Regions from separate parts of the Mus musculus genome. Here regions 2, 3 and 4 are each linked to region 1. Evidence: chromatin contacts called from public HiChIP or PLAC-seq data. All regions are on one chromosome and are shown on one strand. Each heading gives the region's core, a stretch centred on a gene start, on an enhancer-like site or on the middle of the called end of the contact. The rest is flanking DNA. Distances are from core to core; before and after follow the strand shown.

Region 1 (3,546 bases), core at 509-3,008:
ACACAAAGACACACACAGACATACACAGACACACACATATAGATATAAATATAGACATAGAGATGGTGTAGATGTAGATGTAGACATAGATATAGATAGATATGGATATATCCATGAACTTTAGAAGATGTAGGAGTGACACAGAAGGAACAGGGCAGGGGAAGAGTACTGTAAAGACAGTTCTCGTGTGTGAAATTCTCAAAAAATTAATGAAGCCAATAAGAAAGAAACAGTGGTTGCATTTATCAGTTTCAGCTTTAGAGCTGTTTTTGGTAAACCCAAACAACATCAGCATTAGGGATTCTGTCTTCACAATGACAACAATAGCTAGTAGTGCATTCTGGCTGCACCAGTCATTTTACTCAGACTGATGACCTGTTAATTGCAAAAGACTAATTACTTCTTTACTGCCAACACATGTCTACCTGAAAGCCCCCTTTCTGTCTTAAGGAGGTCTTTTCTACCTGAAAGCGCTGTACAGTTCCAGCCTCCATTTGTAGAGCAAGAGAGAGAGTAAAACAATCACAGGACTCCATTACAGAAATGTAATGAAATTGTTAAACCAATAGAGAAAGACCTCACAGTGCTCTGTCTCCTGGGTGATCAGCACGGTTCATTAGACAAAGTAAAGAACAGCAGGTTTCTCCAAATCAGAGTTCCCCAATGTAAGAAAGCCAGACCTCCAAAAGACAATGATGAGTTTAGGCTTACAAGGCTCAGTCATTTAATCCTAGCACTTGGGAGGCAGCGGCAGGCAGATTTCTGAGTTCAAGGCTAGTCTGGTCTACAGAGTGAGTTCCAGAGCAGCCACATCTCCCCCGAAAACATATCCTGTCTCAAAAATCAAACAGAGCAAGAAAAGGCAATACTGATGTGAACTAACATTCCATACTGAGATTCCCTTTGAAAGATCTCCAATAAAATAAAGTGAATATAAGCCTCAAATTCATTGATGAGTATTCTATGAGTATTCTATGAATTGTTTGAGCATACACGCACAGGCACTTTCTTAGGGTAAATAAAACTTCACAAAGGCATTGCCTTGTAGATCACATTAATGATGTTTATTCGTTAGACACAAAGTAATGCGTATTTAGTCTCAATGCCTTCCAACAGAGATTCATCTTTCTTTTTTTAAATTGAAGTTCATAGAGTGAGTCATGCTGTGTTGTAGGTAATTGGCTGACGTAATATACCTATTCTGCTTTGTTGCACAGAAATTGTCCTGACAATTGGAGTCAATACACACATTCAAAAAAATAATTTTAGTCTTTATTTTTTTGAATTCCAGATTATTAGCTGTGTACCTTAAGTTTCTTTACGTTCCCGAATGTTGAATTATTTTTCAACAGCTCAGCAGGCTGCTTAAGAGAAAGCCAGAGCAGAGGTCTGAATGTCGTTTGACACTATAAATTAGTAATCTTATTAGAATTACAGTAGTTATGAATTAATCCACTCAAGTGATATATTTTAAATTAGATTTTCAGTTTCCGGCCTGAGAGTTGGCTTCAGTATTATGGCCTTCGTGCGCCCTCCAGTGGACAAATTTATATGGACTTTACAATTTAAAGACACTACTTAAACGTCCAGAATTCATTATTTAATATATAAACTCACGGACCATCTGGATGAAATCTCATCACGGGAGAACTTGCAGTTTTCATTTTCTCCCGGAGCCTGGGGATCCAGCAGGACTTGGTGCTGGCACCCTAGAGGAAACTCCTCCAAGCTTTTCTGCCTACAGCATATGGTTAGAATCAGGGGCTCGCCCAGCGCCAGCTTATGACAATGGGCGTGCATAGGAATAACATGCAAGCAATCAGTCGAGAGCTGGCTTTCATATTCTCCACTTGTAGAGAGTGTTTTTTACACCTAATGGAAAAGGTAGGTTAGGCAGGGCTAATATTTTACTCCCCAGTTAAGACAACAAGACTGCAGCTAAAGTGATGTGAACTGTCTCCAGTTCAGCTTCTGATTCCCAATACTTTAGCTCTTTGTCAGAAACACTTAATGAGCAGCAACAGCAGCAACAAAAAAAAAAAAAAAAAAAAATCCGTACTCGTTATGGTACATGCCAAACGGAAACATTCTCATTAAATAAATAGTCTTAATAGCACCGAATATCATTTTAGTTGAGGTAGAGCAAGCAGAGGACCACAATAAAAGATTATTAAAAAACAAACAAACAAACAAACAAAAAACTACACTATTTTTTCCAAGTGTTTTGGAAGAATCATGAGATATAATGTTTGTGCACAAACTTGTGCCTATAAGGGCACAGCTAAACATTCGATGATTATAATGCCATACAGCGTCCCGATGCTGTAAAATCAGGTCAAGACCGCATGTTCCAGACCTGTCCTTCGAATTGACACACGTGTTGTTTAGAAAATATGTTTGAGCAAATGATCTTAAGCTCCGCTTGCTCCGGTCAATGTTGCTGCAGCGCTCCAAGCACAACCCAGGCAGGTTGAGGTTTCTGTGGTCTGGTCTCCCCGCTCACAGTACCTATTACCAGGCTTAAAAAGGACTCCGAGGCACTAAGAAAAGTTCTCGGTACTCAATTCATTAGGGACTTTTTTTAAAATTTATTTGAACTCGAAGAGACTCAGCTGAAGAAAGCTTTACTTCTTTTTTTACCTGATACATGTATCCACTGCTTAGAGGAGCTGCTGGGCCCTCAGCTCTCAACTTTCCTGGCTTAACATTTTAAAAAGAAACCGAAAGATCAGAAGAAGGAAGAAGAGAAGAAGGAATGGGAAGGAGAAAGACAAAGAGTAGTAAAAATGATCCAGTGAATTTAATATTGGGGGAAACCTGCGCTTTGGCCATGGAAACTGATGATTAAACTTGCAAAAACATTTAACATTTATTTTTAAGGCTCTGGAAAAGACATGCAGCAGTTTTCTTTTTTGTTTTGTTTTGTTTTGTGTTTTTGTTTTTGTTTTTTTTTTTAAGTGAATGGATTGATTTATAGAGAAAGCTATAATACCAAGTGGTATTTGGGTGGATTTATTTCAACTTGTATTTGAAAGGAGGACGAATATTTATCATATATTTAACTTGTCTTATAATATTAGGGCAATGCCTTAACCAGACTAAAATGATTATAGTCTAAGGATCGTGTCTAACACGGTCCCCACCCAACAACCTCAACCTCAAGGGTACCAGAGTTCCAGACATAAATTTTAATTTCCTGACTTGTGAAGATGGATGTTAGTCCTGGTGTCCCTGCATATTTTTTTCCCATGTCTCTCTGTATTTCCTTGCATTCGACTATGTGGCTTATTCGCGCTACAGATTTTATAGGTTTAAATAATTTTCATATCACTCATGCTGGCCATCATTCAAAGAAAGGAAGAATTAACATCTTTTAACTTGAGATCATAAGACACAACTGCCTAAGAAGGCTGGAGGTCTCAGATGCCAGGCAGGCTGTTAAAATACAATGCTATTATCATCCTCTTGAACCCCAGACGTTATCAGTCTGCAAACGAAATCCAATCCTGAACATAAATTGCATTTCCTAAAAAAAACATAATCTTG
Region 2 (3,546 bases), core at 435-2,934, 240 kb after region 1:
AATTCAATTGTCTAAGGTATTTTAACAACTCGGAAGGTGATTAGACACATTCCTGCCTGCTGTGGGGCAGCGACAAGCTTCTCTCTTTGTTCACCTTCTGTCTTTCCATAGGTACTAATGCTATCAGAGAAATAAGACTACACACATACATGTGTGTATATCTATATAAAATTAGCTTATTTTAATATAACTTATTTGTGAGTATAATGATGAGTAATTATAATAGCACTATTGTCATGTAGAGGGCATTTTAAATTTTATACTCTGAATTACTTTAATAGAAGGGTAATGAGAAATTTGACTTAAATTCATATTTTAGAAATACCTGTTGATTTTTAAATCCTCAGGAACAAGAGGACCAGTGCCCCAACAATTTTAAATACAATACACACTTAGAGGTAGCTCACATTATTTTTATACCCTTGTATTTAAGAAATAATTTCTTTGTTTTTTTGAAAGAAAGAATTTGGTGAAACACCCTTCTCTAATTCTATGGTGTTTGATTTGTTTCTAAAATTATCTGGGTTTCGCACTCTTAGACCTGGGTCACAACCTTATGGAGGGACAGGAAATAGTTATCAGGTCACCCAGTGGTCAAATGAAAAAGGATTTGAAATGCTTCAGCATTTCAAATAGTCCTCAGTGGACCCTATTCATTCAAGTGATTGACTTCTCCACGGAAAAGGTTGGAAATTCTTTCCTAGATCTAGGCAGCCTACACCTCTACAATTACTGCAAAATTAAGAAAAATGTAGTATTAGCAGAACATAAGACTGTCAGCAAAAGCCTCATAGGTGTACAGAACAAACGGCCTCTGGAACTGGCAGGGATAGTTTAATTAACAATACTAAGTTGGACTCTTTTTGGTAGACTTGAGCAATAAAATGGCGGTGCAAAAATACAAAAGGAAATAAAATTATCTCTTTATGCTGTATTTCTTCTCAGTGGTTTTCAAACTCTGTGCGGAGTGAAAAGTACAGTATAATCAGGCAGGATGATTTTTCCTGCGCATGTATGGCTAACGGCATGCACATGGTAACTTCTCTTCTGTTTTTATATCCGCTTGATACTATTTCAAGGAAATTTTGAAAAAGGGGAGATGGGATGAAGTTGAGGGGGATGGAAAATAAATATTTAAAAAGAATTACTCCGTACTAGTCAATTTCCCTTAAGTTCGAATCACTATTGATAAATAAAAATCATTTTTTTGAACCAGTAACCAAATGTCTCGGGGTTTTGATACAATGAAATCTCATCGCTTTAAAAAGTATTTTAAACCTATACAGGCAGGGAAGGAAGGCAACCAACCCAAAGTGTTGACGGAACCCACTCATTTCTAAACATCGACACGCCTACGGGGCAGGACTTACGAACCTGAAGACCACATGAAACAAAGGTGTGACGTATCCACAAATCCATCTACCTAACCTGCCTGAAATTAAAAATCAGCCGCGATGCTTTGCTCCACAAAAGTGGAGGCCAGAAGCCCTACCACTGACAGACAGAAGGTTGGAAAATTAAGTACAGATTTTATTTTTAAGTTTTATTTTATAATAAGAAACCAGGCCACTAAAAGTCTGTAACCGTAGCTGAAGTGTGTGCACTCGAAGGCCCCTGAAGTCTTTTACAGCTTTTCAGAGGCCGTGGTTGTGAACTGGGTTTGCACTCTACCAGCAGAGCAGATCTGACCCATGGAGAGCACTCTCAGATCAACACTGCCTCGGGCCTTTCTGCTTTCTCCAAGAAGTCTTACGTTTCAGGCATCAAGTTGAATTTCTTCTGGAGATGATTAACCCAAACCCATGACAGATTTTTTCCAAGATATCCAACCCCTTATGTTTATTTTATCCTGGCTCTTTTTTGGATGTACTGGACACAAGTAACTTACTCGTTTTACATGTTAAAGGGCTGGTGGGGAGCCATTAATTCCCTTAAAAATGAGAAAATATTTCAGTGTGCGGGGCTTGATTGTGTTTGCTCACATTAGCTATAGGATTTTGAATTTTAAGAAAGATTTTTCTCCTGTACTATAGATTTAAAAAAAGAAAGAAAGAAAAGAAACATTTCACTGCATCTCAAGATACTGATCTTACTTGTTAAAGGAGGAGGGGACGCATTCTTGTGATGTCCTAAAAGACACAATGTCAGAAGGATCAGTTTCTCTTTCCGTAAGCTCAGTTTGTAGGGGGTTTCAACTAACCTAAATCTTGGCACACACAATTTCAGTTAATAGTCAATGAAAACCTATAAAGAGTCTATTCTCCATGTGCTATACCAGCCAAGCCAGTCATTGTTTTTGGTCTCCGAGTTTTCTTCTTATCAGTGAGATGAGTAAGTCAGGTGCTTGATGCCATGCTTGGTGTGGGGGCTTTTAAATTTCAAGATGATTACACGAATTTTTAAAACATGGCTATTGCTTTTTAAAACAAGTTTCTTTTTTTAAAAAGAAGCATTACAAAAGATGAGGTCAATACAGCCTTTTGAGGATGTATTAGGACCAGTGATTCTTACTAAAATAGTCATAAATATTTTTAAAGTATTTTATACATTAAAGTATTTCAAATATATTAACTGTCAGCAAACAGCAACTAATATTGTATTTATAACATTATAAGAACTATTCTTATACTTGAAGAACTGTATCATAGGAAAATGTGTAAATTCTAATTTAACATTACATACTAAGAAATAAATGTATTTTGTCAGATAGTAATATGAGCAAATGCGTATCTGTGAAGACTGAGGAAGAATGGCACAATCTGAGCTGGGGAATTCAATTTTGCACACCACCACAAATAAAACTCCATTTGGATATAAGCTTGACGTTTATTTATTCATATTGTTTAAAGTTTCTTGAAACTTGGATTTAGCATTTGGCTTATGATAAAAATTCTATCCAAATATTAAATATAGCTTTGTTTTTTAAATTTCTTAAAATTAAGTTTAAAAACTTATCATAGAAATCCATTTAATATATATCCAAAGAGTATTTCACATAATCTTTTCCATTAAAGAGAAATATTCTCATACAAAGCTTATAGTCACAGTTATAAGAAACACAGCAGATATTCTTAGGCAATTCTCAGTGATTATTTCTCATACTAATAAATATCTTTAAGATGTTTTAAAATTCTAAAATCATAAGAATAAAAGAAAATTAATTCACTCTATGTACTGAGGAATTCTAGAAGTGTTAAGTTTTCTCTGCGCTTGAATAAAATGGCAATGCAAATTTTGTCTTTATAAAACATATATCAATATCTGAATCAACAAATTTAATCGCTAGGTGAAGGATAAAACCTAAGTTAATTTTTGTAATTAGATTTATTGCTGGAATGTTTAGAGATATCAAGTTGTTCTTTAGTTCATGCTTCAGTGGGCTACCTAAGTTCAGGACCTTGTATAGGGCAAGGAGAAGAAATAGCCAGGGACAGCATATAGACTGGGGCGGCAGGTTAATGCCAGAGGTGTGGCTGATTGACTGATTGACATCACCTTGAAAAATCTGGATTAAGGCACCTTATTAAATTAATCCAGGTAAAAATT
Region 3 (3,546 bases), core at 767-3,266, 170 kb after region 1:
ACAACAGGGACATGGGTTCTAAGAAAATCAAACAAAAAGCTTCACTTCATGTTTTGGTTTAGGGAAAATCTGAGCTCCTTACAAATAGCTGATCACATGTGTATTTGGGAGGGAGGGCAGAAGCTTGATAAGAGGTGTCACACAAAGCTTTTATACATTTATAGGTACAACTCATTTGTTGTACCTATAAATGTATAAAACTGAGGAGCACAGCTCATAATGAAGTGGAATGACTTGCAGTAGGCTAAAGATATTTGTAACATATCTTAACAACAATTTGTTTACTGTGTTCACAAAGGTGGAGTTGGTGGCCCAGACTCTGAGCAGGGACTCTTATTACAAGCCAGTGTATTTGACTTTCATATCAAAAACATTTTGGAATCTCTAAATAAATCATCTAACACTTTCATCAGGCTTTTATTGTATAATGATTTAGTATAACCATTTCTACCTAACAAAACAAAACCAAAAACAACAAAAAACAACAACAAAACAAAAACATAAAACGAAAAAAACCTGGTTAGTCCTCTGCACCAGCAAGAGGATATAGAAAGGAAGAGAAGACTCTAATTCAGGTGTTAAAAATAAGACAGCTTCCCATAAAGAGAGTCAGTTGGACACTTGAATAGTACCAATGACTAGGTCTGCTACTGTAAGTATAAAATTCATTGTCAGATACCTGATAAGACAGGCTGATGTATTTATCTTCTTGAATTCTAAAGGCAATTATTTGTTTAAAATGCCTCAATGGCTAGCAAGATGGCTGGGCCTGTAAAGACACTTGGGCTCAGTGCTGACAAGGTAAGTTCCATCCTGGATCCCACAAGGTGGCAGGAGAGAACTGACTCCTGAGAGTGGTCCCCTGGTGTCCACTACCTAGTCTCTCTCTCCCTCCCTCCCTCCCTCCCTCCCTCCCTCCCTCCCTCCCTCCCTCCCTCCCTCCCTCCTTCCCTCCCTCCCTCCCTCCCTCCCTCTTTCTCTCCCTCCCTCTCCCTCCCTCCTTCCCCTTTCTTCTTCTCCACAAGAGACAGAGACAGAAACAGAAGAAACAAGAACACACCCACAATAGATAGATAGATAGATAGATAGATAGATAGATAGATAGATAGATAGATAGGTAGGTAGGTAGGTAGGTAGGTAGGTAGATTGATAGACAAACTTTTAGGAGTGTCTCCTAAAGAAAACAGAAGGGAACAATTCTTTGTTCAACCACTTAATGTTTTATTAAATTTCAAAAATATCAGTTTCATGAACACAAACATACTACCAGTATGACAAAATGACAGGTTTCCTTGGCTGATCACTTTAGGGTAGGTACAACAAACCACATTAAAAAGAACTTCTGATTTAAACACCATAATTCAGAAACAGTTTTATTGACATTTATTAATCATTGTCTACAAATTCAAGAGCATCAATACCAATGATCTTCACAGTTATTATGAAAAAAATCACAAAAGTTACAGAAGAAAAAACTATGAGGTTTATTTTACATATGAAAACAGTTTAATAATAAATATCTCATTTCTCATACTAGCCTTTCCACTTCATTGGGGAGGTTCATGAACCATAAAACCCTATCAATGTCAGTTTTTATGTGGTTTTTCTCCTTCAGAGTTGAAAATAAGCTGAGATAAAATATTTTCCATCATTACTTTATGCTGATTTGTGGATGTTGTTAGCAAAGGGATGGCCCAACTGTTCACAAAATAAATACATGTAGAGCTCAATTTCTAGGTTGAAACATATGAATCAATGTTTTCTTTATAGATTGACAGCTCAAGGCTCATTAACATTTCTATCTCAATCAGGTTAAAAGAGATTTACAGGTTTGAAATGCAACAGGAGACCAAAAAGTACATGGGGGATTACGTTTAAAAAAAAAAAAAGTAAACAAATTATGTTGAAATCTGTTTAGTCATCTCTGGGTAAAGAATTTCACTGGAGAGCAGGAGAAACAAAGGAGAAACCTGAAGTTCACTGGATCCTATTACACAGAGAAACTACCAAGCCTCCCTGGAGCACCCTGGTTTAACTTCCTGAAAGGCATTCCAGATGCAGAGTAAAAGCACCTCTAAGCCCAGAGCCCAGTGCAACATTCTGCTTACTGTATTTGCTGAGATAACAGGGGAGACTTACCCTCACACTAGTAAGACCTTGCTAAAAGTTGTCTGAAATTAAAGAAAATATACTAATATTTGCAAATGATCGTTTTCAGGTGTGAAAACAAATTTCAAATGGCAATTTAAAGGTGCTTTAACAAAATTTAAAGTGATTGGGCATGTGTGAGTGAGTTGAACTGTTCTAAAGAATTGGAATACACATTTACCTCTTATAAGCAAGGATAAAACACAATTGAGTAAAATATTACAGATATACGTTCAAATTATTAGGTTGATAAATGTTTAAATTCATCTTTCACTTTAACTTAAATGGTACATATACTTTTTGACCATAATAAATTCTAAGATACTAAGAATTTTTGTAGATTCAAACTTATTAATGCAGTAATTATCCACTAACATTTCTCTAAGCAATATCAACATCCATTCACATATTATATTAAAATAGCTAAAAGAATAATTTTGAATATATGTGTCATAAAATATAAATGAAAGGAGAAAGTGTACATACACATTTCCCTGAGGTGTCTTAAAAATTATTTTGGGATTAGGCCATTTCACAAGAATGCAAGAGGAACTGCAAATGCTGGACGACAACATAATAAATTATCATAATGAAACCAAAAGCGAAATGTTCCAAAACCTTGTTCCCAACTGATAACAGGCCCAGATATCCACAGAGTTAACTAAATCATGGGCTTGTGTTTGCAGTGCTGGAGATGGAAGTATTAGGTAGAGAATTTCGCTTTCTTTTTGCCACTTCCCCAGCTGCCACTGAGTCGAACAGGATTGTCACGGAATGATATGCGCTCTTTAATAGAAGGTCTTGTATGTGTTATCGCTGGTGCAATGATTCCCTTGCTTGAGCAACCTAAACAGTGATATTAAATATGCTTTCACTTATCATGATCCAGTAGACTTATAATCTAGAGTAAGAGGTCGTCCTAAACCAACAACAGGTACTTGAAGTTCTTATATTCTCCGAGTTTATTTTTAAAAAGTTAAAAAAAAAAAAAAAAAAAAAAAAAACCTTTGTTAAGTTTCCAAAGTGATAGGATAAAAAGGTTGGCGTGAATTACATTTAGGTTAAATAAAAAGAAATTCCATGAGATAGAACAGATGTGTTTGTTTCCTTCTTTCTATTTAGATTGTTCTATTTTCCTGGTTGTGGGTTCAATACGACAAGACTATGCCATGGTGGGAAATTATAATCAATCTATACATTTCTATGTTTCAAAGGCTACTATTCGGTGGTGTGTATTTTATAAAGTAAAGCATATATTAAAATTGTCCTAAAAAGTTGAATCATTGGATTATTTCTTAATATAAAGATTTTGTGAGAGAATCTACAGTGCATTAAACATAGAAATGGAGAGCATCGACAGAATTCAATCTAGCAAAACACACACGGAGACACACAGAC
Region 4 (3,546 bases), core at 313-2,812, 150 kb after region 1:
CATTTTTTGTTCTAACCGGCCAAGTCAAAAGTCGCCCTCTGCACTGAATAAAACGAGTAGAATGTGAGATTCGTTTAAAATCTGTATAGAGTGTTGTGCGAATCAGCTCCCGAAAGTGAAAAGGTCTTGCCAGATTTTTGAACCTCCATTAAAATAGGGGGCGGTGGCTTGTTGTAAATATTTCACACTTAATTCGTTTGTTGTTTTAAAGCGCCCCGCTTCTTTCCTTGCCATTTAAGGGCGGCGTATACACCATGATAAGGAAAAGTCCTCTTAGAATCATAAACCTGTTTTAACTGTCGGGATGTGAAATGATAGGGATTGCACTGGGCTACAAGATAGAAAAAGATAGATGGTTTGTTTTGATAACATTTTGACTTGGAGATAGTCTGGCATTCAGAGTTGAAGATTCTGTCCAGAAACACTCCGAAAGGCTCCTTAGGTGACATTTTATGTGGAAGAAGAAAAACAGACAATGCAGAATCCCCAAGTGAGTGGTTTTTATCCGGAATGCTTTGCCCAAAAGCTAAAATGATTAGGTTTTTTACCAAAATGTATGTTTGCTCATCACAAACGCAATAAAGAAGTAAAGAAAATCGGCAGAAACTTAAGTTCACACAAGCTAATATATATATAGCAACAGAGAAATACAATAAAAATGTCGTCACTCCTAGGACATTAAAAACGGTTTCGTAGCTTCCCACTCATGCACACATAAAAGAGCTCAAAGATTTTGGTTTTCCTGACCACTATGACATCTAGTGATGGATTTCACATCCCCGAGCCCCGGCATCCTGGAGGGTTCACAGCGGTGGTGCGGTATTTTAACTCAATTATGACTTATTTGGAGTCCTGTTAACCTACACTGTGATCCTGGTCAGATCCTTCTTGTCCAGTTGTGAACTCTATCCGAAAGTGAAATAGAATCCGGCAGGATTTAGCTCTGGACCCCGGCCGGTTGCGGGAGTCCCAGAGTGCGCGGCGCCCGGTCCCCAGCAATCTGGATTCCTCTTGCCACATTTCTTTACTTCGACCCGCACCGTACCTCACTTCGGGGAAGGATGGCTGAGACTGGGGCTCAGTTTGGAGCCCTGGTCAGGCCGCTAGGGAGTAGGGATTAGGATGGGGTTGGGGGCTGGAGGTCAGCCGGGGTGCTGGTGACTTACCGCTGCTGTCCTGACAGGGCGAAGTCCTGTCCAGGCGCACGTGATGCTCCGCTCGCGGCAGCGGCCCGAAGGCCTGCACGCATTTGCCAGCCGTCGCTTTGCCGTAAAAGGACTCATTGTCCAGCGTCTCCATAACGTGCTCCAACGCGCCTCCTGTGCCCATGTAAAAGTCACTGTTTTTACTTGGCGGGCTCTTCAGGGCAAACTTCTCGCTCAGAAACTCCATAATCCTGGAAAGGCTGTCCGCGAGCTCTCCGGGGCGTGCGGAGGCTGGAGGGCGCGGAGGGAGGAGGGAGCAGTGGGCGGGAGTAGGGAGGGTCAGAGAGGAGGGAAAGGGGAAGCGAGACCTGCGACGCCAGGAGCTGCCCAGCTCCCAGACTCTTAATACGTCCCGGCTGCAGAAGGGGCACCCGAAGTTGCTTTTATATCTTGAAACTCAGCTGGGCTCCTCCGGCAACCTCCCAGTCCTAATGAATATGAAAATAGGCAAGGACTAACTCCACCCCAGGCCCCCTCCTCCCCCACCCCACCCCCATCTTCCCTCCTTACCCAGGGTAGGGCGCGTCCCCGGCCTAGTTCAGACAGACAGTTCCATTTCAGACAAATGCCAGGAGAGACAAGGACACCCAGAATCGTAGTCGCCTCGACAGTGGGACTGGCATTGCCGAGGAGCCTGGTGAGAACGCAGAGCGGTTAACGCTCCACTCCCAGAGGCCTTGCCGGGCCATCTCCCCCACCCCCGCTACCCCCCACCCCCACTCCCCCAACACCCGCTGTACACCCCGCCCCCACCCCAGCCACTCACTCCCAGAAGATTTAGAGGCATCTTAAGAACTTGAAAGGAAGTATTGCTCTAAAGAGCTTTTATTTCATCCGTAAATCGTTTACATGGAAGATCCACATTAATCTGAGCCCAAGACGCCGGATACAGCGGCGGCTGTTAACCGGCTTGCTGGAGGTAAAGGGGCCGAGGTTGCCTCTAACCTAAAAGGCTGGCGTCGTGGCGGCCGCAGCGCTCTCCCTTACAAGGCCCTGGCCTTCTCGTTTGCTGTCGGATGCACCGGAGTAAGGATGCAGTGGCATCTAACGGAATGGAAGGTTGAGGGAGAGTCTTTGAATATTTGATTTTACCAATACCAAACAATAACCACCTCATTCTTGGTCCACACGAATCATTAGGACAAAATGTATTGTTGTTGTTGTTGTTATTATTATTACTATTATTGAAAATTCATAGAGACAAGTGGCCCTGAAACCCCTTTCTTAGTGGAGGTCAGAGGAACTCATCACGCAAAACAGCGTTGGGAGATGAATGCGGTCAGAGTGTTTTAACAAAAGTTGTACTATATACAGGTTTCAAGAGTTGGGGCGGTGCCTTCGAAAAGAGTGTTGCAGAAGCTAGTGGCTCCGCGGACTGGGGTTGGACTCACAGTTGCGGACCCAAAACCCTTCCTTGGTCCAGCTGACCGGGATGCTAGCGAAGGTAAAACGGCGCTTTGGAGATGAAAACCATTCTGCTTGGCCTTGTGCCCCACTTCAGCTTCTGAGGAGCCCGAGGCGTCTGAGGCGGGGGAGGGAAAAAAAAGAGTTCCTTGCCTTGGGCACACTCAAGAAGCCATTTGCAATAGATCAGCCAAGCTTGCAAATTTGGTGAAACTCCCCTACAAATTATGGACAAGGGAGGTCTCTGCCCACCGATCCTGACATAACCTTCCTCTCTCACCACAGAGGCCTTCCACAGCGGCTGCCCCTTTTCTCCGGGTTACGTTGGCAATTACAGCAGAGCCTTAGTCACTTCGGGTAACCTCGCCGCTGCGGGTGGCCTAGCCCTTTTCAGTCGGGTGTCTGTCCGCCAAGGTTCGGAAATTTCCACATTCTTCTTCGTCCTCGATCCACAGGTGGGACCCTCATTGACGCCCGACCTGGACACAGCTTGCGAGCAAAGATCCCAGGCACAATGTTCTGCACAACTGTTGCTTAGCACTGCCCCAAAGGCGGGGCTGCCAGTGAAAAATGAAGATTCCATCCGACAGGACCTGAGAAAAAGTGTCAGGAGCAGCAGCCATGTTCACCCGGTTCACCACATTTCCTCCCCAAGAACGGACCCTTTGCTGAGCTACCACCAATTGACACCGTTTTGCCTTTTAACGGGTTCTATGATATTTTTAATTGTTTTCTCCGGAGCCTTGAGATAGCACCATCAACAATGAACTGACGAACTTCCAAGAGTGCGGGGGGGGGGGGGGGGGAGGTTAAAGAAAAGCAGGGACTGTCCTGGGCTCTAGCGGAAGGGGAGTCAGGGCTCTAAGATGGGCATTCTCCGAAGTGCGAGGCGTTGCTTGCTCCACCTTCTCTGGGGTGGCCTGCAAGTGGGGAGGAA

The links. HiChIP or PLAC-seq counts read pairs in DNA pulled down with a chosen protein or histone mark.
Region 2: an H3K4me3 HiChIP or PLAC-seq map of craniofacial prominence shows a contact between it and region 1, with 4 times the contacts expected there. The contact joins two enhancer-like sites. A contact is called at or near these places in 5 of 39 promoter capture datasets (the 3T3-L1 cell line, cranial neural crest, frontonasal cranial neural crest and 2 more), 5 of 484 Hi-C or Micro-C datasets (cranial neural crest and embryonic stem cells) and 2 of 115 datasets of contacts at active chromatin or transcription factors (craniofacial prominence and embryonic limb bud).
Region 3: an H3K4me3 HiChIP or PLAC-seq map of craniofacial prominence shows a contact between it and region 1, with 2.9 times the contacts expected there. The contact joins two enhancer-like sites. A contact is called at or near these places in 1 of 484 Hi-C or Micro-C datasets (cranial neural crest) and 3 of 115 datasets of contacts at active chromatin or transcription factors (craniofacial prominence, embryonic forebrain and stem cell-derived neural progenitor cells).
Region 4: an H3K4me3 HiChIP or PLAC-seq map of craniofacial prominence shows a contact between it and region 1, with 4 times the contacts expected there. The contact joins the promoter of Alx1 here to the enhancer-like site in region 1. A contact is called at or near these places in 3 of 39 promoter capture datasets (cranial neural crest, frontonasal cranial neural crest and maxillary cranial neural crest), 3 of 484 Hi-C or Micro-C datasets (LSK cells, cranial neural crest and palatal mesenchyme), 3 of 115 datasets of contacts at active chromatin or transcription factors (craniofacial prominence, embryonic forebrain and stem cell-derived neural progenitor cells) and 2 of 9 other capture datasets (adipose tissue and pancreatic islet).

The regions. Positions count from the first base shown.
Region 1 is chr10:102,876,558-102,880,103 of GRCm38.p6, forward strand. No RefSeq gene overlaps it. Among named protein-coding and RNA genes, the nearest start is that of Alx1, 150 kb to the right of the region's middle. Within about 2 kb of position 1,759, at least 19 of the 459 cell types and tissues checked have an H3K27ac peak or open chromatin away from gene starts, as enhancers often do. A contact at or near this core is called in craniofacial prominence and pancreatic islet, where this site is marked.
Region 2 is chr10:103,113,132-103,116,677 of GRCm38.p6, forward strand. All of the region lies in intron 23 of Lrriq1 (leucine-rich repeats and IQ motif containing 1), which reads right to left. Among named protein-coding and RNA genes, the nearest start is that of Gm25376, 6.3 kb to the right of the region's middle. Within about 2 kb of position 1,685, at least 9 of the 459 cell types and tissues checked have an H3K27ac peak or open chromatin away from gene starts, as enhancers often do. A contact at or near this core is called in craniofacial prominence, where this site is marked.
Region 3 is chr10:103,043,180-103,046,725 of GRCm38.p6, forward strand. It overlaps a transcript of Lrriq1 not described here. Among named protein-coding and RNA genes, the nearest start is that of Gm34298, 16 kb to the left of the region's middle. Within about 2 kb of position 2,017, at least 2 of the 459 cell types and tissues checked have an H3K27ac peak or open chromatin away from gene starts, as enhancers often do. A contact at or near this core is called in craniofacial prominence, where this site is marked.
Region 4 is chr10:103,027,215-103,030,760 of GRCm38.p6, forward strand. It overlaps Alx1 (ALX homeobox 1), which reads right to left and starts at 1,563. Exons shown (of 4, transcript NM_172553.4): 1 at 1,167-1,563. The coding sequence starts at 1,392. It overlaps Gm34298, which reads left to right and starts at 1,771. Exons shown (of 4, transcript XM_006514426.1): 1 at 1,771-1,842; 2 at 1,987-2,124; 3 at 2,520-2,649; 4 at 2,895-3,546. The coding sequence starts at 1,771. The coding sequence ends at 3,361.